Linked DNA regions of Sus scrofa: all the other regions are linked to region 1. A link is a contact called in public HiChIP or PLAC-seq data. All regions are on one chromosome and are shown on one strand. The core of a region is the stretch at or near the end of the contact, and the rest is flanking DNA. Distances in the headings are between cores, read along the strand shown.

Evidence for each region. HiChIP or PLAC-seq counts read pairs in DNA pulled down with a chosen protein or histone mark.
Region 2: an H3K27ac HiChIP or PLAC-seq map of skeletal muscle shows a contact between it and region 1. The contact joins the promoter of IRF2BP2 here to the enhancer-like site in region 1. A contact is called at or near these places in 2 of 5 promoter capture datasets (fetal liver and liver), 4 of 47 Hi-C or Micro-C datasets (embryonic fibroblasts, fetal heart ventricle, heart right ventricle and 1 more) and 2 of 2 datasets of contacts at active chromatin or transcription factors (alveolar macrophages and skeletal muscle).
Region 3: an H3K27ac HiChIP or PLAC-seq map of skeletal muscle shows a contact between it and region 1. The contact joins two enhancer-like sites. A contact is called at or near these places in 6 of 47 Hi-C or Micro-C datasets (embryonic fibroblasts, fetal liver, liver and 3 more) and 2 of 2 datasets of contacts at active chromatin or transcription factors (alveolar macrophages and skeletal muscle).
Region 4: a contact with region 1 is called in an H3K27ac HiChIP or PLAC-seq map of skeletal muscle. The contact joins two enhancer-like sites. A contact is called at or near these places in 3 of 47 Hi-C or Micro-C datasets (embryonic fibroblasts and skeletal muscle) and 2 of 2 datasets of contacts at active chromatin or transcription factors (alveolar macrophages and skeletal muscle).
Region 5: a contact with region 1 is called in an H3K27ac HiChIP or PLAC-seq map of skeletal muscle. The contact joins two enhancer-like sites. A contact is called at or near these places in 2 of 2 datasets of contacts at active chromatin or transcription factors (alveolar macrophages and skeletal muscle).
Region 6: a contact with region 1 is called in an H3K27ac HiChIP or PLAC-seq map of skeletal muscle, with 4 times the contacts expected there. The contact joins two enhancer-like sites. A contact is called at or near these places in 2 of 47 Hi-C or Micro-C datasets (embryonic fibroblasts and epiblast stem cells) and 2 of 2 datasets of contacts at active chromatin or transcription factors (alveolar macrophages and skeletal muscle).

What each region holds. Positions count from the first base shown.
Region 1 is chr14:56,306,065-56,310,295 of Sscrofa11.1, reverse strand. No RefSeq gene overlaps it. Among named protein-coding and RNA genes, the nearest start is that of TOMM20, 200 kb to the right of the region's middle. Within about 2 kb of position 2,720, at least 22 of the 83 cell types and tissues checked have an H3K27ac peak or open chromatin away from gene starts, as enhancers often do. A contact at or near this core is called in alveolar macrophages, fetal liver and skeletal muscle, where this site is marked.
Region 2 is chr14:56,544,436-56,548,816 of Sscrofa11.1, reverse strand. It overlaps IRF2BP2 (interferon regulatory factor 2-binding protein 2), which reads right to left and starts at 3,025. Exons shown (of 2, transcript XM_021074288.1): 1 at 1,931-3,025; 2 at 1-1,293. The coding sequence starts at 2,933. The coding sequence ends at 578. It overlaps LOC110256820, which reads left to right and starts at 2,932. Exons shown (of 2, transcript XM_021073692.1): 1 at 2,932-3,337; 2 at 3,399-3,805. The coding sequence starts at 2,932. The coding sequence ends at 3,805.
Region 3 is chr14:56,153,628-56,157,577 of Sscrofa11.1, reverse strand. No RefSeq gene overlaps it. Among named protein-coding and RNA genes, the nearest start is that of TOMM20, 43 kb to the right of the region's middle. Within about 2 kb of position 2,342, at least 54 of the 83 cell types and tissues checked have an H3K27ac peak or open chromatin away from gene starts, as enhancers often do. A contact at or near this core is called in alveolar macrophages, fetal liver and skeletal muscle, where this site is marked.
Region 4 is chr14:56,450,934-56,455,424 of Sscrofa11.1, reverse strand. No RefSeq gene overlaps it. Among named protein-coding and RNA genes, the nearest start is that of IRF2BP2, 93 kb to the left of the region's middle. Within about 2 kb of position 2,509, at least 76 of the 83 cell types and tissues checked have an H3K27ac peak or open chromatin away from gene starts, as enhancers often do. A contact at or near this core is called in alveolar macrophages and skeletal muscle, where this site is marked.
Region 5 is chr14:56,514,538-56,518,615 of Sscrofa11.1, reverse strand. The region is part of intron 1 of LOC102158473 (a long non-coding RNA gene); the gene reads left to right. It overlaps LOC110256878 (a long non-coding RNA gene), which reads right to left. Exons shown (of 3, transcript XR_002338951.1): 3 at 2,230-2,664. Among named protein-coding and RNA genes, the nearest start is that of IRF2BP2, 29 kb to the left of the region's middle. Within about 2 kb of position 1,750, at least 10 of the 83 cell types and tissues checked have an H3K27ac peak or open chromatin away from gene starts, as enhancers often do. A contact at or near this core is called in skeletal muscle, where this site is marked.
Region 6 is chr14:56,474,795-56,478,840 of Sscrofa11.1, reverse strand. LOC102158473 (a long non-coding RNA gene) reads left to right here. Exons shown (of 7, transcript XR_002338950.1): 5 at 1-215. Among named protein-coding and RNA genes, the nearest start is that of IRF2BP2, 69 kb to the left of the region's middle. Within about 2 kb of position 2,435, at least 28 of the 83 cell types and tissues checked have an H3K27ac peak or open chromatin away from gene starts, as enhancers often do. A contact at or near this core is called in alveolar macrophages and skeletal muscle, where this site is marked.

The sequences.
Region 1 (4,231 bases), core at 1,471-3,970:
GAGCCCACACACATGTGGCCCCAGGCGACACCTCCAGATCCCTCCCCTCCCCTCGTTCTGTCCCTTCCCCAAACCTTCCCTGGAGCCACAGTCTGCCCCCTCTTGGGTCTCCTCTCAGCGTTTTGGAGTTTCCCCAGCTCTGCATCCTTCTCTGTTCCCAGCTTTGGACTCCACACCACAGACGAGCCCACCCTGCAGCAACCCAGATCCCTTATATGCCCTGGGCTCCTAAGCCCCAGCTCTGACCTGAGGGCCCAAGGTGAGGCTCCTCCAGGCTGGCCCGACACTTTCTCCCAGGGATCCTCGGGGGTGTCCCTAGGAGAGCTTGTACACCCAGTGCCAGAGCTACACACAAAGCCCCTGTGTAGACACATTTACTCAAACTTAAAATTACATGCCATTCTCACTTCCCAAATTCTGCATCGAAACCAGTTGGTCAAATGTCATTGTCCTCAAGGGAAAGCCATGAACGCTCTGGCTCAATAGGCTGACACAAGTGAACACAGATTCAAAGAATTCAGCCTGAAGGTTGCTTGGTTTGGGCACCTGACTATGATCAAGGGTCCATCTGTGAAGAAGTGGAAATGGAAGGGTTTTCGAAGAACAAATACGGCAGCAGTAGTACATCCAGATTCCAAGAAGGAGCACCAGCCCAGTGACAGCAGTCCCTCCAGATTGGCTGCCCCCAGGACCTCACGGGGTGAGACAGGCCCCTTCTCTGAGCACCCCGCAGGCAGTGCGCCTCTGTTCCACGGGCTCCATCCGTCCTCACTCGAACCTCATGAGGGCGACTTAAATTCCCATTCACCAGATAGGAAAACTGAGGTCACACAGCTAGTGAGGGGTTGAGAACTGTGTTCTAGGAACAGGTGATGCAGCGGAGATTGGTGGAATGTATGGTCCTGCCCTCGTGGAATGCAGGGGAGACAATTAGATAAGCAATTCCAATGCAGTGTGGTCAGACCCAGGAGCCTGGAGCTAAGGGAAGACTTCCTGGAGGAAGCAACATTTAAGCCAGGATGACTAGAGTGAGGGTCATCTCAGCTCCTCTTATAGCGCCTCCCCGCCAGGCCTCCCAAACTGCACTTTCCCCAGTCATTTTTGTCATCTGTCACAGAGAAATGATAATATGCATCAGAGATGAGTCACAGGCAGGGGGTTGAGGAGTTCGACACACCCGGGCTCACCTCTGGGTCCCCCCTTCCAGAGTGGGTGGGCAGGAGGCTCACCCCAAGGCTCGTGGCTTGCTTTTCACTTGGAAAGTGCTTTATGATTTCTAATCACTTTCGCATATGTTTTTTTCATTGGAGTCTCACAAACTGGGGGCAGGTGTTATTAACCCCATTATTGGTGGGAAAAACGAGACATGAAATGACCTCAGCAGGGCACAGGGTGAGTCAGCTTCAAGGCTGGGTGTGCAGGTCCGTGACACGACATCGAGAGCTCAAAATAGGCCAGTTGCATGTTGCCCGGTTTTAGAAGAAAACTGATGATAGAGAAGAATACTCCTTCCTGGAAGAGGAATTCTTCAATTTCTCTTAAATGCCTCCAGATTCCTCCTAGCTTCCTATTTCCCTGGTTCACTAAAATCTATCTGCTGGCCACACCTACCGCTCTGATTCTGAGAAACCTCGAGAAGCTTCTCCACAGTGAAAAGATTGCTTTTCCCCAACACAGCGAAAACCCTGGAAATGGTGCAGGCAGCACTTCAGGAAGACACAGTGACAGACCCTGGAAACATTTGACTCCCATCGAAGGAAGCAATTGCAGATTCAGGATACACACCAGACTCTTCCACAGCTGCATCAACAAGCACCATCGGGGAAAAAGTCAAAACAGCCCAGAAGGCTCTGGCTGCGGATCCCAGGTACCTACATCAGCCAAGCCCTGGAAGGAAGCCACTTCCAATGTTCGTGTTAAAACAATGCTGCAATATTTTTTGGTTTCCACTGAATAATAGCTGTCAACAACTCAGGAAGGCTGTGGTTTGTTCCAGGTCTTTCTTCTTTGCAAATGTTCTTTTCTAAACATGATATTGCTCTTTTCAGCAAGGCCAAAATAAAGGCACGCACAATTACTCCAAAGGGGTAAATATTTCCGCGTTATGTTCAAGCCTTTGTTCTGTTTCTACATCTGAGAGGTCAAAGGTCCTGTATGGAGCAGACACAGTCCTTAAGTGCATGGTGGAAGGAGGGGCTTATAGGCTTCTATGATCTTCTAGAAGCCTCCATGGGTCTTTACAAAAGTCTTGGGTGGAGTTCCCATTGTGGCTCAGGGGTAATGAACCCAACTAGTATCCATGAGGCCTCCAGGTGATCCCTGGCCTCACTCAGTGGGTTAAGGATCCGGCGTTGTCGTGAGCTGTGGTGTAGGTCGCAGACATGGCTCGGATCCCATGTTGCTGTGGCTCTGGTGTAGGCCGGTGGCTACAGCTCCGATTCCACCCCCAGCCTGGGAACCTCCATATGCTGCAGGTACAGCCCTAAAAAGACAAGAAAAATAAATAAATCAAAGGTTTGACAAGTTTATTGGGCTGTTCTGTTAATATTTAAGAGTCGCCCATTCCATTCTTTTTGCCTAATTCCCATCTCCGCGTTCAAAGCGCCTGATTTGCTGAGGGCCCTCAGGAATTACAAACAGCCCCCCTCGGCCAGGCCTGGGTCTGAGCCGTCAGCCTCGGCAGAGTCGCTCTGCACCAACGCCTTTCTGTTGCAGAGCCCGTGAAACTCTCTGGACATTGTCTCTCACGTCCTTTCATCTGGACAACACGCTCCACCCCAAAGTGACCTGACCTATGAGATCACAGTAAAAAGTCAAGAAGTAGTTCTTAGAACTCTTTGCTCAGCGGGCCAAAGCTCCCAGCGGTGTCAGTCAGTGATCCAGACAAACATGTCACAGAGGAAACGGCGGCCAGGCTCGGCGCCTTGAGTCAGCTCCTCGGCTGGCTGACAGGCTGGACGATGGTTCAAGGGTCCAGCTGTGGGCACATGTCCCTCACCTGGGGTCCAGAAGGACTGCCGTATGGAAATCACCATGGGGTATGTTGTGAGATACGGTGAAACCAGAAACCCAAACATTGCTGGAAGGATTTCTCCTTTCTAGTCGTGAAAACTTTTCATCTTTCATCCATTAACATTTTGGAACACTTACGTCAAAGTTCTTTTTCCATGAATGAGATATATTATCTTTCCAATGCTTTGCCCAGAGGCAAACCCCAAAATAACAACTTCAGCTCAGGGACCATGTGCCAGACATGGTGGATCTCTTGTCATCTCCCCAATAGCTCTGCAAGGACTCTTATCGCCACTGAAGATAAAAGGGAACTGAGGCTCAGGGAGGTTCCCTAAGTCACAGAGCTAATGAGTGGCAGAGCCAAAAGCAAAGCCAGATTGGCCTCACTCTGAAATCACGGTACCTTCAAAAAGAGAGGTGAAATGTCAAAGACTCACACTGATGCCAAGTTCATTTAAAACGCCAAGTACCTGGATATTTGCAAAATTCTGGGCAGTTGTTTGAAGTGTTTTGCTCTCAGAACAGAGGCCATTCCAGTCTCTAAACACTTCATGCTTCTTGTGGAGTGACTGGCACCCAGTAGGCCCTCAGGAAGGGCAGCTGCTCATAGACCTCAAAGTCAAGTGCCATGTGTTGCCTGGATGCGCCCTCCTTCAATAATTCTGTGAGCAGGCTGACAACAAACCACATGAAAGCAAGCTCACATTCTTTGGAAGACGGCTGGTCAGAACACGGCAACACCAAGGCATCAGGTTTCCCCACCATCACAGCCTCCATATGGTACTCAGAACGCTGTCTGGGCTCAGGCGCAGTGCTGGCCTGGCTGCCCTGGTGGCACGGTACGCGGAATTCATTCCTGGAGCATATCTGGTCATCAGGGAGCCCCTCTTCACCAGGCTCTGGCTGGATCTTCCACAAGATCCAAGATGAGAGAAGCTTTACTTGGCCTGGCAGGGAATAGAAAGGCTCAGGGTCCGTCTGCACTCTTCCGATGCCCAGGGAATGGAGAACAGCCCTCCTTGGGGTGGGAGGCGTGTGTGTGTGTGTGTGTGTGTGTGTGTGTGTGTGGTGTGTGTGTGTGTTTTGGGGATGAAAAGCAAGGCCCAGAAGCTTGATCTGTGGATCAAAGACCCTCATCTACACGAGGAGGAGGATGGCACTCCCCTGGCCCTTTCTCGCATCCCAACTCACAGGTGTCAGCCAAGCCTCGACGGTCCTT
Region 2 (4,381 bases), core at 1,776-4,275, 240 kb before region 1:
ATTACTCTTAGGAGAATGTTTGAGGGGAAACATGGTGACATTTCCCAGTGGCATGTCCACTTCACAACAGTACCCCTTCCGCTCATTTCCTTTCCTTCTCCACCAATTGGCCTCCAGCCTGAGAAAGGGGCCAGCAATAAGGAATAACAGACGGTAAGGCAATCTTACAATGTCAGAAAATGTATTTGGCTTTTTTTTTTCTTTTTAAAATAAGTGCATACAAATACAGCTAGAAGCAGTTCTGATTTGCCAAGTGCCCTAAAAAAGCAGCGCAAGTCACAGCCTACATTGAAAGGTAACCAGGATAAAGCACAAAGATATGCTAATAACGTTAACAAAAGAAGAAAATGCCTTTATAAGTACATACCTTTTGTCGTCAAAAAAAAAATAGAAACACAATGTATTCAAAAAAAATCAAAATTATACAGCCATGTTTATGAAGTCTACATTTCCCTTGTCTTGGATATATATATATATATGTGTGTATATATATATATATATTTATATATATGGAGATATATACAATTCAAGCAGTTTTAGTTAAGGGTAATCATTGGGTTTTTCTCAAACCGGAAAGTCAAGAGTCTCTCTCTTTTTTCACTTTCACATCTCCAGCAAGGATGGTTGCAATTTCCCCTTGCATGAAGGCCCAGGGGACATTGGAGCCCACAAGAGGGCATTTTTCCCCACTGGGACAATAGACCTCTCCACTAGCTCCCTGCTGTTTGATGCTTTGTCTGGAGCAAGGGAAGCAGAACTTGTGCGAAGGAACGGACGGGCACTGCACAAAGTGGGTGTCCTCCAGCCGCTCGTGGCAGAGGGTGCAGCACAGCGGGGCACTGGCTGCCAGAGAGGAGTCCGGGAGGCTGGCGGGGTGCACTGGCTCCAGTCCTCCTGTGCTGCCTGCCCCCTGGCCCCCTACCTCTCTGGGGCCCAGCCTTCTTTGGTTCATAGAGGACGGAGACGGTGGACTGCTGCTGTTCCTCCTCGTGGTGGAGTGCACCTGATTGGCATCTTTAGAGGCATGACTGCCTCCAGCATTGTCTGCAACTAAGATCAGGGCTGCCATGGGGGACTGGCCGTTCTGGGCCGCTTCAGGCGGTGTGGTCCGGTTGGAATGAGGTGAGGCAGTGGGTGGTGGTGGAGACACAAAAGAGGATGTAGGCGTAATGGGGATCTTGAGCCCTTCAGTGGATGTGGACAGCCAGGGCTGTGCCTCTCCATTGATCTTAGGGGGCCCGACTTCACCTTCTGGTTCTGGTGAAGGCTTCCTTTTCCTTGCAGTTCTTGCAACTGGAAAAAGAGAAATAAAAGGGAAAAGAGAAAATAAATAAAGGTGCACCGGAAAGGCCTTTTACTAACATGAAACAAAATTCGCTAAAGCATTTTTATTCTCTGAAAGCTGGTAGATAAAAACTCACGTGAGCTTTCAAGAGCACGTGTAACTTAAAACACTTAACTTACAGGGCTGAGGCAGTATGCCACTCAAAAACACAAAAGCCACAGAAAACGATTCCTACACAACGGCCTATTCTGACACACGCAAGCATGTAGCCCGGCTAAACCGGGCATACGACTGCTAACGTCCCCCAGCAGGTTAAAAGGTGACTGGTGCTCTCCTGCTCTCCTCCAAGAATGTGCTGGGAAAGGAAAACCCGGTGTCAGTGCCTATCAGCCCGGTCTGACTCATCTCTGTTGTGCTACTTCAGCACAGGAACACGTTGCCACTAAGCACTGGTTCCGCCTCGGGCAAATCAGGAAGTTGGGTGTTTGTTGTTTCTGGGCCGGCCGGGGGAGAAATGGTGAATGGGAAGGGCACCCCCTCCTCTGCTCTCCGTCCCCTCTTCGCCCCGAGATCACCTCACTCCACAGCCGCCCCTACCTGCTTTAGACCCGTTGGCCCCGTTGGCCTCGAAACCCAACAACCTGCCTGCAGTCAGGGCCGGCTCCTTCTTAAACTTGCTCTCGAAGGGCCCCGAGTGGCCGTGCTGGTGCAGCGCCAGCAGCGTGTCTCGAACCGTCTTGGGCCTGTTGACCCAGTCCTGATCGCCGGGCCCGCGGCCCTTGCCCGCGCCCTCCGTGCCCAGCTCGGCCGCCCCGGCCGCGGTGGTCAAGCTGTCTGCCGGGCCGCGGTGCGAGGTCGGCGGCGGCTGCTTCTCCTTGGCTGCCGCCTCGCGCTGCTCGTGCTCCGCCGACGCGCTGCTCGTCACGGACGCCGGCCGCTTGTGGGCGCCCAGTTCGGCCGGCTGCGCCGAGCCCAGCCCGGCAGCCGCGGCCCCGGACACGGCGGCCAGTGAGGCGGCGGCGCGACCGCCCAGGCCAAGAGCGGCGGGCAGCGGCGTGGTCGAGCCGTTCATGAGCGGCACCAGGGTGGGAGGCACGGCGTGGCCGCGCCGCGGGTTAGGGCTCTGGCGGTTCAGCTCCGGCGGCTCCTCCAGCTTGGAGAAGCCGTTGGGCACCAGGATGCCGTTCACGGGCGGCGGCTGCGGCGTTGGCGGCTGGGCCAGACCGGCCGCCGGGCGGCTACCGCTGAAATCGGAGCCGAGGCGCGGGGGCCGCTCGGCTGCGGCGGCTGCCAGAGGGTAGCGCTCCAGGGCCTGCGGGGCGCGCGCGGTGGCCTCGGGGCCGCCGTGGCCGAGCTGCTGCTGCTGCTGCAGGAGAAGGTCCTTGGCGGAGAGCGGCGGCGGCTTAGCGGCGGCCGGAGCCGCGGCGCCGGGCGGGGAGCGGCCCTCCGGGAAGCAGCCGTGCGCCCGCTTGAGCTGCCGCGCCGTCTCGATGACGAACTCGACGCGGTCGGCGCCCTCGTAGTTGACGCAGCCGCGGCACACGGGCTCCGTGAAGTCCCAGATCATGGCCCAGGGCATGCGGGGCAGGTCACACAGGTAGCACGACTGCCGCCGGGACGCGGCCGCCACCGCCACCGCCGCGGCCATGTCCGAGGAGCCCGCGGCGCCGGAGGAGGAGGAGGGGGCGCCGCCGCTCCCCGCCGGCACCACGCGCGCCCTCCTCCCCCCCCAACCCCGCGTCTCCCCCACCAGCGGCGGCGGCGGCCGCAAAGGCGGCGGCGGCGGCAAAGCCCGCGAAGGATCGGCGCCCGCGCAGCGCCCCCGGTGCACGAGGGGCGGCGGGCGCGGGGCGAGGGGTTGCAGCCGCGGCAGCACGTCCCCCCGGCCGGCGCGGGCGCGGGTGGGCGGCGGGGCGGCGCGGCGCGGCGGGCGCGGCGGCGGCGGCGGCGGCGGGGGCTCGGCCGGGGCCGCGGCGGGCCTCCAGACCGGGGCGAAGACGGGCCGCGCGGGCGCGGGGGAGCGCAGCAGGTCGCGGCGGCGGCCGGCGCGGAGTGCGGGGCGGGGGGCGGGGAGGCCGGGGGGGCGGGGGGCGGGGGGCGGCCGCCGGGGCAGGCTCAGCCCGAGCGGCGGGGCATGCCGCGCCGGGGCGGCGGCGGCGGCGGCCGTGCGGCGTGGAGCTCGGGCGCGGCACGGGCCCGGGTCGCTCCGCTGCTCTCTCACAGCTCCTGGCGTCGCCGCTCTCCAGCGCCCGCCTCAGCGCCCAGCCCGCCTCAGCTCCGCCGCCGCCGTCGCTGCTGCTGCTGCCGCCGCGGCCGCTCCACTTCTACAGACTTGATTCTTCGACAGCCTCGCAAGGCGCCTGCGCGGGCCCCCTCCCCTCGCGCGCGCGCGCCCGCCCTCCCCCGCTCCCTCCCCCTCCCCCCGCCAGAGAACGAGCGCTGCCGGGAGAGCCGGCTCCGCGGCGCCCGCCCGCGGGTCAGCACCACCCGCCTGCGCCGCGGCTCGTGTCCCCGACGTGAAGCCGTCGCTGGTGTGGCTTGCTTTCCTCCACCCGCTCGGCTCCCTCGACTGCTCAGGCAGTTCCTTCTCGTCTAGGGCTGTTTGAGCCAAACCGTGCTAGAACTCATGTTTTGAAAAGCCAGGCCACTCTGTAACCTGGTTCTGTTAGTAGCATCTTGAGGATGGGGATTTTCAGTCAAGTGCTGTTCACAGTTTTGTAAGGAGCTTTATTTGAACTCCTCGGTGAGTGCTTTTACACCCGCATGTCTTGGGAAGGACACACGCGCCGCCGGTCCCCTAAACTTTTACAACAGGAGGGTGCGCGCCCAAGCCTAGGGCCGCGTCCACCCGCCCTTCTACGGAGCCCTTCCGGGAGCGAGCGGGTACGCTGCCCGAGGAGGTTCCGATCCCCCTCTTCCCCAGTCCGCAGCCCGCCGGGCCACGCGGGGATCCCGGTCGCCTGCTGCAGGCCCGCGCGGCGGGCGCGTGACGTGGGCGCGGGGCCGCGTGCGCCGCCACCGAGTGCGCACGCTCCGCGCGGACGTGACTCGGCGCCGCTGGCACTGGCGGCCCCATTGAACGAATGCACATTCCAG
Region 3 (3,950 bases), core at 1,093-3,592, 150 kb after region 1:
CCAAGGTTCTGTGCCACCCGGGCAGGGCGTGGGCCCCTGGGGAGCAGATGGGGGCCGGCACTCTTGTTCGCTTGTGATAGATGGACACAAGGAGAACTGTGCTTTATCCCGAAGGCAGCCTGGCATCAGACCCGGCGGTCCAACCCATAACGTCCCTGCTGGGCTCCAGGCTTAAATCAGTGATCTGGTTTTTCAGAGCAATGGTCCCGATCCTGGTGTCCTCACGAGGGGTTTAGGGGCCTCAGGCTCAAGGTTTAGTGGCCAGGCTGCTGAGAAAGCCCCCCCCCCACCGCACACACACACACACGTCCTGGCTTCCCCTGCTCTGAGACCACAAGGTGGCTTCTGTGACAGAGGGACTGAGGAAAAGCAAGAGGGGCAGAAGGAGACACAAAAGATGGGGACCGTGTGAAGCTGGAGCCCTTCCCGCTGCCTCACCTCACTGAAGGCTCATCTGGGGTTTTGTCTTTTATTCCACTTTTACGCACAAGTCTCTGTAAGCGCTATTGCCTCCCTGGCCTTGCCTTCACTGCCAGCACTGCTGGGGAAGCTCAGGGTCCTGCCCTCGAAGGCTCCCAGCCCGGCACAGTCCAGCTGCCTATGGCACAGAGGTACCCACCCCAGACTCTGCAGCTCCTCCAAGGAGATGTGAGGGCACTGGGCAGTCCTGGCCTCAGCCAACCAGGCCCTTCTCTTTGCCTCCTTATTTCTTCTTTCTTTTTTTTTTCTCTTTAGAACTGCACCCATGGCATATGGAGGTTCCCAGGCTAGGGGTCGAATCGGAGCTGTAGCCACCAGCCTACACCACAGCCACAGCAACATGGGATCTGAGCCACGTCTGCAACCTACACCGCAGTTCAGGGCAATGCCGGATCCTTAACCCACTGAGCGAGGCCAGGGATCAAACCCACATTCTCATGGATCCTAGTCGGGTTCATTACCACTGAGCCACAACAGGAACTCCCTGCCTCCTGATTTCTGGTTCTGCTGGGTGGACGTGTATGAGAAAAGTGACTCCAGTCCCTTCTAAGAGAAAGAAAAGCGGTGCACTGGTGTGGGGGCATTGTGTCCCTGAGTCACACAGAGCCAACGCTGAAAAGCCTCATTTCCTCTGATAGGTGGCCCTTGGGAGCGGTGACAGAACTTGGGCCCGAGGGGGCCAGGACTGCCTTATGGGCACGACTGTTAACACACAGCACAGAAGACCTGAGAAGCGGAGACAGGCTGCCTCCCACCAGCCCTGCTCTCCAAAAAGCCACTTGGCTCCAACGTCTCATGACTTGTTCTTAGAGTTACATTTTAACTGACAAAGTTTAACAACAACTGTGACTTATGGCCTTCTAAAATTGGCAGCAGAAAAATGAACTGAGGAAGTAATGGAAAAAAACCACAAGTGAAGCCACTCTGTATTATGCACAATTTCTGTTATGGTTTTTTTTCCTTTCCAGGCGTGTGTGTGTGTGTGTGTGTGTGTGTGTGTGTGTGTGTGTGTTTTCGAATGGTAGAAAATATTTTCCAGATACGCCGCCCTGGCGTTCCCAAGCACATATTTATGCCAAATTTATAAGAAGCAGCTGCAGACAAGGTTGACTGAGAGGATTGCTCTGCTGTCTGGCTTCCAGAAGGTGCTTCTGCTCCTCATTCTGTCACCAGGGCACAGACTTACCTCCTAAAACTCTCTAACCTTCTGCATCGTTCCCCCAGCAGGAAGACAAACCCACGGCACAGCATGACCTGGAGGGATGTGGGGCCTCGCCCTTCTCAGCATCCACATCACACTTTTGATCTGCAAGGTGCTTTAGTGACCAGTACTTTATCATTTTTATTCATTGGAACTCCTCCTGCAGACGCAGGAAGTGTTCCAAGGCGCCTTTCTCGAATCCCTGGATGGCTTGGAAGGTAGGGTTGTTGGAGTCCCATCAACATCATCGGGTTCTGAACTGCTTGGAGCAGATGGTGGAGCCGCAGTGGGTGAGCCTGTGTCAAAGTGCCTGCATCTCCGAGACTCTCCAACCTCCTCCCCTCGCCCCTCCATGGCTCTGCCTGCTGCTGCCTGGTCAGGAGCTCCAGCCTCCTGACCGAGCAGAGACGTCGCCCAGGGACGCTGCCCCCCTGCACCCAACGCCAAGCTCTCCCTGGCCTGGGGCGGGGCCTCACGCCTCCCCCCACCCCACCACGGCCTTAATGAGGATGAGAATAACCTGCTCCGTGGCTTTCCTGGGGGTGACTAATGGGTTAATCCGGGGAAGGCCCTTTGAAGATGAAAAGCCTGATGTAACTCAAGGGTTGAAGGCAGGCACCTGCCCCAGCCTGGGCCTGAGTCAGCAGAGTGACCTCCTGCCTGCAGGCGGGCTGGGCGAGCTGGCCCAGTCCCCATTCAAAGTCAGGGTTGGCCAACCCCGTGCGTGTGTGGTGTGTGTGTGTGTGTGTGTGTGTGTGTGTGTGTGTTGTGTGGGCCTCTGGGAGGTTGGGAACTGTGTCTCCTGGGCGTTTGAGTGGTTGAATAAACCTTCAAATGGCTCTGCCAAGAGGGCAGCACACATCCTCATCCTAGAGAATATCAGTTAAGACAGTATTTCCTGGCCATTGTTAGGGGAAAATGCTTTCCTTTTTATTTTCTTTTTCTTTTTTTCTTTTTTCGGACCGCACCTGCAGCACATGGAAGTTTCTGGGCTAGGGGTTGAATCAGAGCTTTGGCGGCCGGCCTATGCCACAGCTACAACAACTCAGGATTGGAGCCACATCTGTGACCTACACCACAGCTCACAGCAATGCCAGATCTTTAACCCACTGATGGAGGCCAAGGATTGAACCTGCATCCTCATGGATACTAACCGGTTCTTAACCCACTGAGCCACAATGGGAGCTCCCAGGAAAATGCTTTTCTCACAGGGCATTCCTCCCAAGAGGTGCCGTTTTTCTCCTGCCTTTGGAAGAAGGAGCTGCGGCAGTGGTGGGCAGCCTGGGGAATCTGAGGTCGGGGTGTAAGGGAGGCGGGCGGCTGTGCTTTCAGCTCTCCAGCTCCTGATGTTCTAGTCTGCCCTGCATTCACATCTCCCAAGCAGAGAAAGAGGCAGCCAGAGCTGAAAACCAGAGGCCAAAAGCAGCGGATGAAGCGAGTGTCGTCCAGGACCACGCCCCCTCCCACCCTTGACCCGGTACAGGGGGATTTGACGCAGCGGCAGCTGGGAAGCCAAGAACAGAAAGCCTTTAAGCCACGCAAACTGATGCCAAGATTCCGCCACCCGGGAGCCCGTTTCCTGCGCTCTGCACATTCCTCCCTTCCCCCCCCCCGCCCCCACCTCCAGTGACCCCTCTCCACGCAGCCTCCTTGCACGCAGCACTGGTTTCTTCTTTCTTCTGGAACACAAGTCATGCGGCCAGAAGGAATGCAGGCACTTCTGCTTTCTCTCTTAGGTCCCCATTTCCTTAGAAGTTTTTCACTGCCCTTTCTCCTCCCATAATTTGCCCCGAACCCTAGAGGCCCCCACAACACACAGAATGATAAAGATACGAAAATAGGATGCAAGGATTGGCAGCATGAAGGCAGGAAAGAGGGCAGAGGGGGCCACTAATCTTTTTGCACGCAGCCAGGAATGGACGGGGTGGGGGGCATAGCCCCTGGAACAGGCTATGAAAGGATTCCGTTCTGTTCTGTTTGGAAGGAGATGGGTGGAAATGACAGTTTGGAGAGGATTAGAACGGGGAAAACGGTTTCAGGGGAAGCAGCCTCTTTTCTCCAGTTCTAACAGTGCCATCTAGTGGCCATGCGAGCAGGTGCAAGGCAGAGTCTCTGGACAGCCCCAGCTGACCCCGCGAGGGGAGGCATCCTGGCTTTGCAAAGGGCGCCCTGTTGATTGACAGCGGCCGGCCTCTCCCGGCAGCCAAATACGTCTCCCTGGAAGGGTCTACAAAAAACTGGGGAAGATAGTGCCTCAAGTAAACCCATA
Region 4 (4,491 bases), core at 1,260-3,759, 150 kb before region 1:
GCCAACGAGTTAATGCAAAACATGAGCCAACCCACTATCCCCGCTTGCTCCGAGGCCAGCCAGCACATTCATGGGAGTGATTTTAACCCGCAGTGTCCCGGCAGGCCTGAGACTCCAGTTAGCTGCAGGTTCAGCACAAGAAAGCTGGGGCTGCTCAGAGCTGAAAGGCACCTTCTCACGGACCTCATGAAATGCCAAGCCGCCCTTGCCACCTCTGCACCCACAGCTTATTGAAATTCATACAAATGCATCTTCTTCGGCCTTCTCGGGGCTGCTCCCGCTTTCTCTGGGCACTGCAGAAATAAATGAGGGCAAGGTCACAACGCAGAATCCCTGCCAAGTTAAATGCATTGGATGGCGCGACTGTCCATCTGAAGTCAATGGGCGAGAATCTAATTTCCAAACCCCTGATCCAAAATGATGCAGCTCAGGATCGAATCCTTTTCTGGTGGTTGGCTGCCAACATTTGTTCAGTTTCTGAAAAGTCTATGTCCAATTGGTTGTTTTAAATCTCCCAGAGCTGGGAGGGTGGGGGTGGTTGGAGAGACCTGGGAACAGAAAACCACACAAAATCCCATTTCAAAGCTGCAAATCAGAGCCAATCGCCATCATGATCTGCTTACCCATGACAGTCTCAACTGCAGCGTTTTAGAGAGGAAAGGAAGCTTTCCCCACCCCTGAAGGTGAGTCCAACAAGCTGAGCAGGACTGGGCTGAGGGGCATGTGTCAAGAGAGAAAGTGGTTGAGTTGAAACTCAAGGGGCCCAACGAAAGTATTTGGAAAGCAGTGTCCCCTTTCACAAACCTGCCAGGGACTGGAGGGCCCTGTCTGTGATGCCACCAGACCCCAGCTCAGTGCCCACCTCCCCAAGTCAGTCCAGAGCACCATCACTCCATTTGGGCAGGAAAAGAATGATTTTGTGAAATCCCGGAGCCCCATCTGTATGATGACACTCGTCCAGTGGGAGGATGGCCTTTCCTGACATAAATGGGATCACTCCAAATCTAGAGAGTCTGTATCCCCAGGGCTTCTCTGCTGAAGAACGTGCAAGGGGCTGAAAAGTGTCAAAGCTACCTCTTTGCCTTAAAGCTGCAAAAGAAGCAAACCCCAAGACATCCTAGTTGAACTTGAACTTAAATTCACCTAGTAGAAGGTGAATTTCTATTTTAGGTAGTCCTTGAGAAGTCACCAGAAATCCAGAAAAGAATTTGCTCTGAGATGCCTCTTAAAAGATTTCATTCAAAGTGGACCAAAAAAAAGGAAAAAAGGTGGCAAATACTCAAAAGAGGGCCACTGACCGACCCAAGGAGAACAGAGGCGTCTAGCCACAGTCCATGTCCCAGTAGGTCTCTCTATGTCCATTAAACAATCAGAGGAGGGGAGCCTCCTCAGAAGCCCTCAAGCATCCCTGCCCCCTCCAGGTGGAGGCACCTCCTGCAGCCCTTGGACGCTGACGAGTGTCTGCTGGTGGAAAGCTGTCCGCACCCAGCACGGCCATAAATGAGTCCATTTCCATCGCCATGAGATCAATACTACTCATTTTTCTCTTGCTGGCTCCCGAGTGATTCATGAATCTGAAAACTAGTTCATGAATCAGAGTGAGGTGGGGGGGCGGGGGCCCATTTGTGCAGTCGGAGAACCTCCATTCCTTTCATGAACCCAGCCGTTAGTTGCATAATGCTTGCCTGCCTGCTGGTTGAAACCAGCCTTGGGGGAGGGGCGGGGGAGACGCTCTTGGCTTCTACTTACTCACCTGGTCTCCTGCTTGCAAGGAAAAGAGTGACCCTGGGTGCTGATTGCGTGTCCGTCTGTCTCAGTGGGTATCTCTGTACCCTTTGTTTGCGTGGCTGTGGGTGTGTGTGCAGGTGCTCGCACGTGTGCAATGGTCTTTGTGCACACATTTTGTGTGTGTGTGTGTGTGTGTGTGTGTGTGTGTGAACGAGCAACATATGACCGGCCTCGGGCCCTTTAAACCTGAATGGGAGCCAAATTCATTTCTCAGCGGAGCTTCATAAGGAAGCACAAGACGAGGCAGTTGGAAACCACAGCCCTGCGAGTGCTGATTACAGCCTGCTAAGGAAAATGAGATTTTTATCTCACAGGAATTCAGTTATAAAAATAAAATACAACGTCTGGCTTGATTCAGCGAAATGTACGAGCACCAGGGCATTTTTAATTTTGCAGGGATGCCGGACAAGGGGAATGACCTAAAACATTGCGTTTAAAGCGAGGCAGAGGCGCGGGGAGCGGCCACAGGAAGGAAGTGGGAGTGGAGGTGTGTGTGAGAGAGAGATGGAGGGAGCGAGGGAGGGCGGGAGGTGGAGAGAGAGGGAGAAAAACCACCCTGCTGGCAAATGAATGCAGCGGGGATGATGTCATTGGAACAGTTGGAGGAGAGGGAGAAAAACAACTCGGCGCTGGGCTAATCCTGTTTGCTGCCCTGAAGGGAATGGATGGCGGCCAAGGCAGGGGGTTCTGGGAAACCATATAAGGGTGCCAAGCAGGCTTTGCCGTCAACATTAGGAACTGACAGCTTTGTTCTTTGTAACTTGGCTGCCCGCCAGAGGCCTCATTTCAGCTCTGCGGCATGATTACCCTGGACGGCCGCCAGCCCCGCGCTGAGAGCTCCTTTTCTTCTCTCCCAGCTTTTTTTTTTTTTTTTTTTTTTTTCTTTCCTCTTTCCCTTTGCCAAACATGCAGCAGTTACCATGGCAGTCGAAAGTAAAGTTTCAAAAAAAAAAAAAAAGCCACACACAACAAAGTCGAGAGGCATGCCTGGGCCCAGAGGTGCCACGGGAGCAGAGGAGCAGATAGAAAAGGCAGGTCACCTATTCATCAGTCCTCCGACGGAAGGAGCAAACACGGAGCGCTGGCTGTCAAGCTCCGGGAGGTGACTCCAGGATAAACAGAGAGGGCCTGGCCCGGCTGTTGACAGAGAGGGGCTGGCTCCCAGGCCTTGTTTTCCTTCTCTTTCTCTCTCTCTTTTCCTGAGGCATTGTGGAGTGCGTAATGTGAAACGGAAAATGTCATGATTTCCACTGGGAATGCATCCACAGTTCTGAGAAAGCTCCAGAAAGCCTGGCCCGCCAAACACTAAAGGGAGCAGGAAGGCAGGGAGAGGGTGTGGACCGTCCCAGCGGCCCCCGGTCACCGAGGTGAACCCAGGGAGCAAAAGCTGCTCAGTGGCCACAGCCCAAGGGCCCTGTGGGCGGCTGGGACACAGACAAGCGGTGACTCCTGGCTGGACTGTGCTGGGGTGCCACACCAGAGCGTACTGGCAGGGGGAGGTGGTGGTGGTGATGGTTCAGTGCAGCGGGAACCAGGCCCACCCAGTCCCAGAGGGAACCTGAGGCCAGGGACGGAGGAGCGCCAGTGGTTTTGCTTTATAAGGGGGACTCTGTGAAGAGTCCAGCCAGCTATTTTTAACAGGGTTCCTGTCTCACCTGCTTGGAAAGTGGAACATCTCCTGGGAGGTGACACATGGTGACCACAGGCAAGTCTCCAGACCGAGAGCTGGCAGGTGACGTAGAAGCGGGGTCTGGGTTGCTGGCTCCCCTCACTGTATAAATTGACACTCCTAGCCCTGGGTGCAGCAGGATGCTGGGAAGGGCCTCTTCTCGTTCTAGAAGTTTCTGCAGCAGGGGCGAACCGGGCCGTTTTGTTGGAGGAAGGCCAGGCTCTGGCAGGGACTGCTCTCCCAGGCCCGCAGCGGCCTCACTGTGAAACGTTTCCTTCTGATGGACCACGCGGGCCCTCTGAGAGGGGTCATGGCCCCTCAGGAGTGTGCGTGCTCACTGCCCCGTCCTGGGCTGGAAGTGGTGGTGTCAGGGAGGAAAGAGCCAAGGGTGCATCAGGGGAGAAGTCAGCAGGAGGACCGCAGCAGCCCCCCTCTCCCTTTATTTTTCAGGGCTGCACATGCAGCATATGGAAGTTCCCAGGCTAGGGGTCGAATCGGAGCTCCATCCGCCGACCCACAGCACCATGCAGCAATGCCAGATCCGAGCTGCATCTGCAACCTACATCGCCCCTCACGGCAACACCAGAGATTCTCCACCTGCTGAACAAGGCCGGGGATCAAACTTGTGCCCTCATGGATACTAGTCAGATTCTTAATCTGCTGAGCCACAAGGGCAACTCCTGTCCCCTAGCCTTAACTGGTGACTCAGAATCAGGAGAGTGGCCCTGATGGGGGCCAGGGTGCCATGGATTTTGCAGTTGCCACCCCATGCAGGACCTGGCTGGGCCACGTCCCTGTGTTCTGAGCTGACTTGAAGGAAAATGCTCCCTGGCGAGTTTCTAGAAACAGCACTGAGTCAGACGGCTCCCTGTCCATTTTGGCATAAGAGAGACTGAGGTCACAGTAATGGTGTGTCTGAGCCTATGAAACCTCACAGCCTTCTGACCCTGGGCGCTCATCTTCCTTCCTGGAGGGGCAGCCTGCAAAGCCACTTCTGGCCAGGATGTCTGAAGCTGCCATGGCACTTTGGATAA
Region 5 (4,078 bases), core at 501-3,000, 210 kb before region 1:
TTAAGAACTGTGTCAAAAGAGCTGTGAAAGTACTTATATCCCTTGCTCTCGAAATTCTGCTTCTAGATAGCTGTCTTAGGAAAATAATCATAAGTATATTATCAAAAGTGATTTATAAATAAGTATGTTGGCTGAAGCATTATTTATAATATAGAAAAAGTTGGAAACAAAATCCATGTACAAAAATAAGAAAATGGTTAAATAAATCATAGTCCATCTATGTGACGAATGCTGTATACATATTTACAAATCATATTTTCAGAGATAGTTGTTGATAAAGGAAAATGCCCAGCATTGAAAAAGGCAGATTCACAATGAAATAGTCCACATAGTTATAATTTTAAATGTGTAAGTTTGTCTATGTATATGTATAGAAAATGGTTGAAAAGAACTACACCAAAATGTTAACTCATTATCTCTCGTGGCAGGATTATGAGGTTACAAGCGATTGTTTCTGGTTATTTACATTTTCTAGTATTTTAAGATTTTCCTACAGTGAGCCTGTATTACTTTTTAATGTCAGAAATATTAATTTTAAGGTTCTTATATTTATGTATATTCCTTTAAAATGATAGACTCTTTCTCCATAAGTCAGAAACCTGGACACCGAGGAGTTCTTACTATGGTGCAGTGGATTAGGAACCTGAGTGCAGTGGCTTGGGTCACTTCGAAGGCTCGGGTTCTATCCCTGGCCTGCTACATTTGGTTAAAAGAATCCAGCATTGCTGCAGCTTGGATTCAGTCACTGGCCTGGGAACTTCCATATGCCATGGGTGCAGCCATTGAAAAAAGAAGAAAAAGAAACGTGGACACCAAGTTTTGGCTTTAATGTAGTGAGCTGGAGAATTATGATTAAATACTATTTCATTGATGACTCAGTCAATGAACGAATATTTACAGAGCCCGTGTGAGTCACTCGACCAATGCTTATCTACCCCCTTTTATGTGCTGGCCATTGAATGCATGCCCAAAATGAAATCATGCCCATCTTGTCTGGACAATGATGGCAAGAAGATCCTGTTATGGGTACTCGTGAATGTCACATATCACTGAGGAATGAGACATGCCTAAAGGTTGGGCACATTTGCCCAAGCAAACTGCCAAGGAATCTAAGCCTTGCCCAAGTGTGTAAGACCCAGGCTCACCTGCTCGCCCAGCCTCACTGAAGCATGGGGCAAAGTTTTTGCAAGTTCCCATCATGATCTCCTGGATGCCTCATTTTCTGTTGTTTTGTCTCGGAAGGAAGTTCGGTTAGTCCAAGAGGCTTGGTTTGTTATACAGCTGTACAGCTCTGGACTTTCATAGCCTTCTCTTTAAGCGCTGACAACTTGATACTTTGATCAATGGTTGTTATATTTCTCTGTATGTTAGTTGGACAGGCTGATGATTTCCAAAGTCAATCCCTTCTCCTCTCCCTTTCTCTCTCCAGTTTACACATTTCTGTTTTCCAGTTGCTTTATCTACGTCTTCTAAGTATCTCAAAGTAGGAAAAAGCAGGGGCCCTGGAATTCTCCTGCCCAGTCCCTGAACAGTCGTCAGGGCTGGCTGTGCCCTTGCGTCACAGAGGACTGCTGTATGACGCCGGTGGCCTGTGTTCAGGACGTGTTGCCAAGGTCACTATAGTTTGTTAACGGGCAGCTGCCACTGGAAAGCATGCGCCTGACTGGCAACATTTCCCCACTGTTGCAGAGAGCCTCTGAGTGGCAGGGAGGCATCTAAGCAGGTGGTTTCTGCTGCAAAAGCCACCCGCCCTGGATGTGCCTTCTTCCCACTGTGGCCTTTCCCAGGCCTGGCATGTGGCTTTCCCAGACACTCAGAGAGGCCACGTGCCCATTCACATGGCAGCAGCGTGCCTGGTGATCACACTGCACATCCCAGGTCTTTACCTGTAAAGTGGCTGTTTTCCCAACCCTCCCTGCTCTTGGGAAAATGAGAGTCATTGGCAGAGATAAACATTTAAGCCTCGCTGGGAGATTTCCTGGCCCAGTGGGTTAAGAAGTGACTTTGGGATGGGGTGAAGGGGGAAGGAGTTCCCGTTGTGGCTCAGCTAGTTATGAAGCTGACTAGTACCCATAAGGATGCAGATTCGATCCCTGGCCTCACTCAGTGGGCTAAGGATGCCACATTGCTGTAGCCGAGGTGTAGGCTGGCAGCTGCAGCTCAGATTTGACCCCTAGCCTGGGCACTTCTATATGCTGCAGGTGCAGCCCTAAAAAGCAAAAATAAATAAATAAATAAAATGCCATCTCTATTTTTTGTGAGCTTCATGTTTTTAAAAACATGTGCTTAAACTTCTCAAGCCTCAGTTTCCTCACGGGAGGCAGGGGGCATGTTGCCCTCTGACCCCCTGCCTGGCTCATAGGAATCGCTCATTAAAGGGCAGCGCTGACAGATATTACACGTTCCATACATGACGAGGTTCCCACGTAAGGAGTGTGGGTGCGCGCAGGAGTCTGCCGTGTGCGAAAGGAGGGTGCAGTTGATGAGACTGACTTCCAGAGTTGCCGCAGTTCAACTTGTTTTTCCTTATGAAAATGCGAATGTGCCAACATCTCTTCTATATCACATGGGGAGGAGACTTAGCTTTTTCTTTCAGTTTTTCATCAGTTGAAAGAAAAGCTCTGGTGGCAGTGAGCCGTTGTGGAGGTCTGTCTGTGAGCTGGGCTGAAAGTACAAACCAGCGAGACAGTGAAATTTTGTGTGTTCCTTAAGTAAGCCCTCCTCCCGCTGCACTAGTAAGGTGATGTTCATTCCAACCTAGCCCCTCCATTCGTGTTTTGCTTTGTTTCTTCTCTTTCCAAGTAAAAGTATCTTTAACAATGGTTCAACTGTTCAGAAATAGAACAACTATGAGACGACTTTTAAAGGATATGAACTAATACTAATCACACAATATGTAATAATCACACATCTATATATGGCACCTATTAGCATGGCCACCGTGAAATCCCATCTCTCTTTGAGAAAGTAACCGTTCTAGAGAGTGGGGTTCTGGGCCATTGAGAGCTTGACGTTCAAAGCAAAAGAATGAGGAGTGAAGGAAGAAAAGGAAGGGAAAAGAAAGGAAAGGAAAGACATTTTGAGCAGAAAACTTTCTAACGTGTAATTCAGGAGTTCCCGTCGTGGCGCAGTGGAAACGAACGCGACTAGGAACCATGAGGTTGCAGGTTCCATCCCTAGCCTCGCTTGGTGGGTTAAGGATCTGGTGTTGCCCTGAGCTGTGGTGTAGGTCGCAGATCCCGCATTGCTGTAACTGTGGTGTAAGCTCGTCGCAACAGCTCCCATTAGACCCCTAGCCTGGGAACCTCCATATGATGCAGGTGCTGCCCCCCAAAAAGGCAATTCAACCTCTCCAGCTTTCTGAAAGAGTCTGGAGGCTTTATTTAACATCTTTTTTTCTTTTCTTGGTCCTGACATTGTCATAATGAGAACCCGTTCTGATATTATTGTATAATAAAGTCGTGTGCTTAGGCAGTGGAGGTAGATGGGTATATATGCAGACATACTAGGAGGCCCTACGTTACTGGGCCTTCTAGAATTCTTCTGTCTGCTTTTTACACTTTTCTATTTCCTCCCTTCTTTAGGGTGTCAGCAGTTACTTCTTGCTAATATGCCTGTCTATAGGAAACCCTCTCCCTACTTCTCATTTTCTATTTCTAAAGTACTCTGGGCATGAACTTGAGAAAATCACAATGATTAGGGCTGTGTGTACAATAAACATGACTACTTTTTGAGTCTGGGCCTAAGGGCCATTTCTCCTACGAGAAAAGTATATGTGTAAGAAAATTATTTCTCAAGTTTTGTTTTAATTTTTAGAATGTCTTGTTTCTAAACTGTTTTCTGGATAAGTGAGGTGATGCAAAAACTCAGTTCTGTGTAAATAGAAAACATAGAAAGTGTTAGCAACCTACCCACTAACCAGTTGTACCAGGTTGGTTATCAGTTAACCAAATGCTTATATTCAGATAATATATGTCTTCAGTGCCCTGAAGTTCTGAAAATTTTAATAGCTCTGTGGATTGAACTGACATGAGAGAAAAATATTTCAAGTCTCCTTCAGTCATTTTTATGCTCATAA
Region 6 (4,046 bases), core at 1,186-3,685, 170 kb before region 1:
GTGGCACTCTGCAGACGTGGCCCCTCCTTCCCTGTTTATGCTTCAAGATGGCCGAGAACCAGAGCAAGACCAGAAGCTGCAGGATGAAATGATGCTCTGGACCAGACTGGTGGTTTTGACCAGAGGCTGCAAATGAGGCCTGCGTTTGGCTTGATGTGCTCAGCTCACTAAAATGCAAGGCCTCCCGGAGAGGAAGACCTTGCCACCATTTGTAGGTGAGTTGCTGATGTGTGTTCATTACCAAGGCTGTTCTGGTCCAGGCCCTAGAGAGAGAAGAACGTCCCGATAAGCCTTGAGAGTCAAGCTAAGCAAGAGCAAAGCCAGGTGGGAAAAGGGAGGCACGGGCCCATTGGGTTCTGCAGCAACGCCCCTGGTGGGCGGAGCCCCATGGCCCTGGTGGGTGGAGGTTTCTCAAGACACACCCCACCCAGAGACTTTGGAAAAATCCAGGGCACAGAAGTCTCCTAAGGCAGGCTAGCAAAGCAGCGCATCATCAAGCAGGGAACACTGTGGTTTGCAGGCAAGACCGGAGGGGAACAGAGGATATGGAAACTTTCATGGACATGGAAGTGAGAATCAGGTGGGCCCAGCTCAGAGCAGTCATGAAAGAAACAGGCCCGGCCCGGCAGAAGAGGACAGATGGGCAGGGAGGAGAGGCTGCTCAGCGCTGCTGGGGAGGGAACATGCCAAAGCTTGTCTGGCCTAGTCAGGGATTCTGGGTGACACTGTTAGCAAATGACAGCTGACATGGAGGCGGCATCGCAGAGGTTAATGGATGACTCAGAGGCATTATTTATTATTGTTATTTTTGCCCCCGCTCATGTGGCTTATAGAAAGTGCTTTGTCAAGATTTGCAGGCCCAGCCATGTATAGATGATCTAAGACTGGTTCTTGGGGGGAACCCCTGTTGATGCAGCTGGAAAGCAGCCTGGGAGCAGGGGGGACTGAAAGATGGCTGAGGGGCACAGAACCAGGACGAAGAACGAGGCTCTGGACCCCTCCATACTAGGCGGGCAGCTCCAAGTCCACAGGCTTGAAGAAGACGGGTCAGGACAGGCTCTGCTGCCAGACTGCGGAAAAGCCATGAAAATTCTTCAAGGTGACCTGGCCCGGGTTGGCTTAACATAGCAGCCGGCCCAGTGGCACATTAATGAATTGCATTATCCCCGGAACATTTGCCAAGGGACTGATGTCTCCAGGATTCACTCAGGGTGATTGGTGACTGTATCAACTGAGAGGGTACAAATTCCAAGCCATCACCTAGCAAGTTCAGTATATGTGAAAAAGCTGGGCTGTTCTCCATAACGTGATGAACTACTCTAAGGAGAGCAAGACTGCGATTTTTTTTTTTTTCCCTTTGGATCTCTCTCTCCATCTAATCTGTCTATTGCTGAAGACAAGGTTGGGTCAGGCAAGGAAAGAAAGCACTTACCTGGATATGCATTGAATATAGACACAGAAGCTTTTGAGAATCTTAGAATGTTTTCTGTTATTTATGTGTTTGTCTCATTGTTTTTTTTTTTCTTTCTTCCTTTTTATTTATTTGTTGGTTGGTTTTTTGGTCTGGCCCATGGCATGCAGAAGTTTCCTGGCCAGGGATCGAACCTGAGCCACAGCAGTGACAACTCTACATCCTTAACCACTAGGCTGCTAGGGAACTCCCTCTTTCTTTCTTTTTAAAGAGCCTTCTTTTAGGTTTGGAAATCCCAAAGTGTGAGCAACCCTATTACGACTTGGATTTTGGCTTCTGAACACGCACGTTAATATGCGACTATATGCTCAAATGATTTTTGCGTGAAATTCACCCAGGCTTTCCAGGAACCAAGGAATCCAGCAGAGGGTTTCGTGAGAGCTTGCATGCAGGCCATGAATAAGACCATTGAGCAACTTTCTTGGGCTATAAATACCTCTGCGGCAAGCTTAAGAATTCAGTGAAATCCAGGGGGCACACGCATCTTTGAGGGGACAGACCCATGTGGAAGAGGGCCAAAGTCAAGACATGCTTTCCCTTGGGCACCATTTTTTTAGACTGCTTGTGGTGGGATTGGCCCGTGTCTCTCTGCCCACACAAACTCTCAGCTCCTAGCAGCTCTTCTGGAACATCTGGGACTTGCAGCAGCTGGGCAAGTGGAGTGGTCCAAAGGAAGAAGGGACTGGTGATGAAGAAGGGCCAGGCTGCCAAAACTCAACTGAGAAGATGGCCAGCATGACCCCCCCTCCTTCTTAAGGGCCGGAGTTCCTTCAGAATGAGCCAGATCCAAACAGGGCCCTCCCCGACCTGTAATGCACAGCTTAGCAGAGGGTCTTAGGGAAAACCGCAGTCCAGGCTGATGCTGCAGGGAAGTCCAGGGATCTTTCAGCCAAAGGGATTGGCTAGGGGTGAGGCTAGGCGGGAGCAGAGCTTGAGCTCATGGTACCAAAGGGACACAGCCTTAAGGACAGCACTTCCAATCACATGATAGCATGACAGGAAACAGTAAATGGAGAAACCAATGAGAAGGCCCAGGACACTTCTTTGGAAAAACCCAAGAAGGCCTTGAGCACCAGCCAGGATTCTACAAGGGCTATTCACATTTGGCTGGAGGCCGGCTCTAGGGAGAAGTCACAATCAAACACTCCCTGGATGTGTCTTCAGAGGAGTGATGCACACTTCTGAGCTCCTCTGGGGCCAAGCGAAGCCCCAAGGTCCCAAGGTCCCCAAGTAAACAGAAGACGGCCTCCCACACTCCTGGCGCTAACACGCAGGAAGCTGCTGGCCTCTGGCCCCTTATTGGCTGGGCCACACCTCTCATGACAGCCTTCTTGGCCTTACAGGCCCTAGTCATCCCAGCTGGGTTAAGAAAAGGTAACAGAGTAAGTGGAGAATTCAGGGCACTGGGCGGAGTTCAAAGATAGACTTCATCAGCGTAAGCAGCACTTTCCTGTTTTTAGGGCATATAATTACAATGTCTGCATTCAGCTTGGGATCCAGCTTCCTAGACTGACTCAGTCCACAGCAGCCCCTCCCTCCCTGTCCTTCTCCAGGACATGGATTGCCTTGAATCATTCTTAAATGTTTCCTGTATATACCACATTCTTTCCATTTTCCTAATCCTACGCTGTGCCTGGAACGAAACTCAGAGGCAAGGAAATAATGGCCCCTTCTTGTCCTCAAGGGGACTTACAGTCCAGTGAAAGAACAGGCATGCAGAGAATAACGTTACTGTGACAGCACAGAGGTGAGAGACCCAAGGCCGGCTTGGCTGGTAGGCTCCACAGGAGGAGAAATGGACCAAGATGTTACCCAGGCGACAGTAGGTGTGACTTGATACCTCACACCAGAAGTAGAAGCCAGGTGGAGAGTCACTGTGGAAAAGCACCTGGAAATCTAAAACCAGGGGAGCCTGAGTGGCCAGAAATGGAAAACTCAAGTGGGGGCGGCAGGGGCTGGTGTTGGTGGGGGGGTACACAAAGCAGAAATCAGGAAGCAGAGAGCTGAGACCAGTGAAGCGGAAGCTGGGGCTCTTGCCTAAAATTGCTACTACTCACAGCTTGGGGGGGGCGGGGGTGAGGCCAGGACTAAGCTTGTAGATGGGTCAGCTAGACTGCAAAGATCAGGGGCAGGATGACAAGAGATAGCAGATTTAGGAGATGATTAGGAGGCAACTGATTATGAGGCAGGAAGGAGAAGGAAGCATCTAAAATAATCCTGAGGTTCTAGCCTGGAGGCGGCCTGGCAAGGCGCCTGGTAACATAAACCAGCAGACTAGGGGAGGGGCAGGCTGGAGAAGGAAGGGGCTGGTCCCTCTGGGGCAAGTTGAGTGTCAAGGTTTTCACGGGGTGACCCAATAGACTGGTTAGGGAGTCACTGGAAATACAGCCTCTGTACCCCAGGATCCGGATCAAGACTGGAGACTGCATCTGGGGGTCATCCGCCAGGAGTGTAGACGGTCACCACAGAAGGTGATTGGCAGGTCCCAAGGCCAAAACATAGGGATCCTGCATGTCCCAAGAGCGGCTCTGAGTATGAGAGAGCCATGTATTGGGGAGGCGGGGTGGGTGCAGAC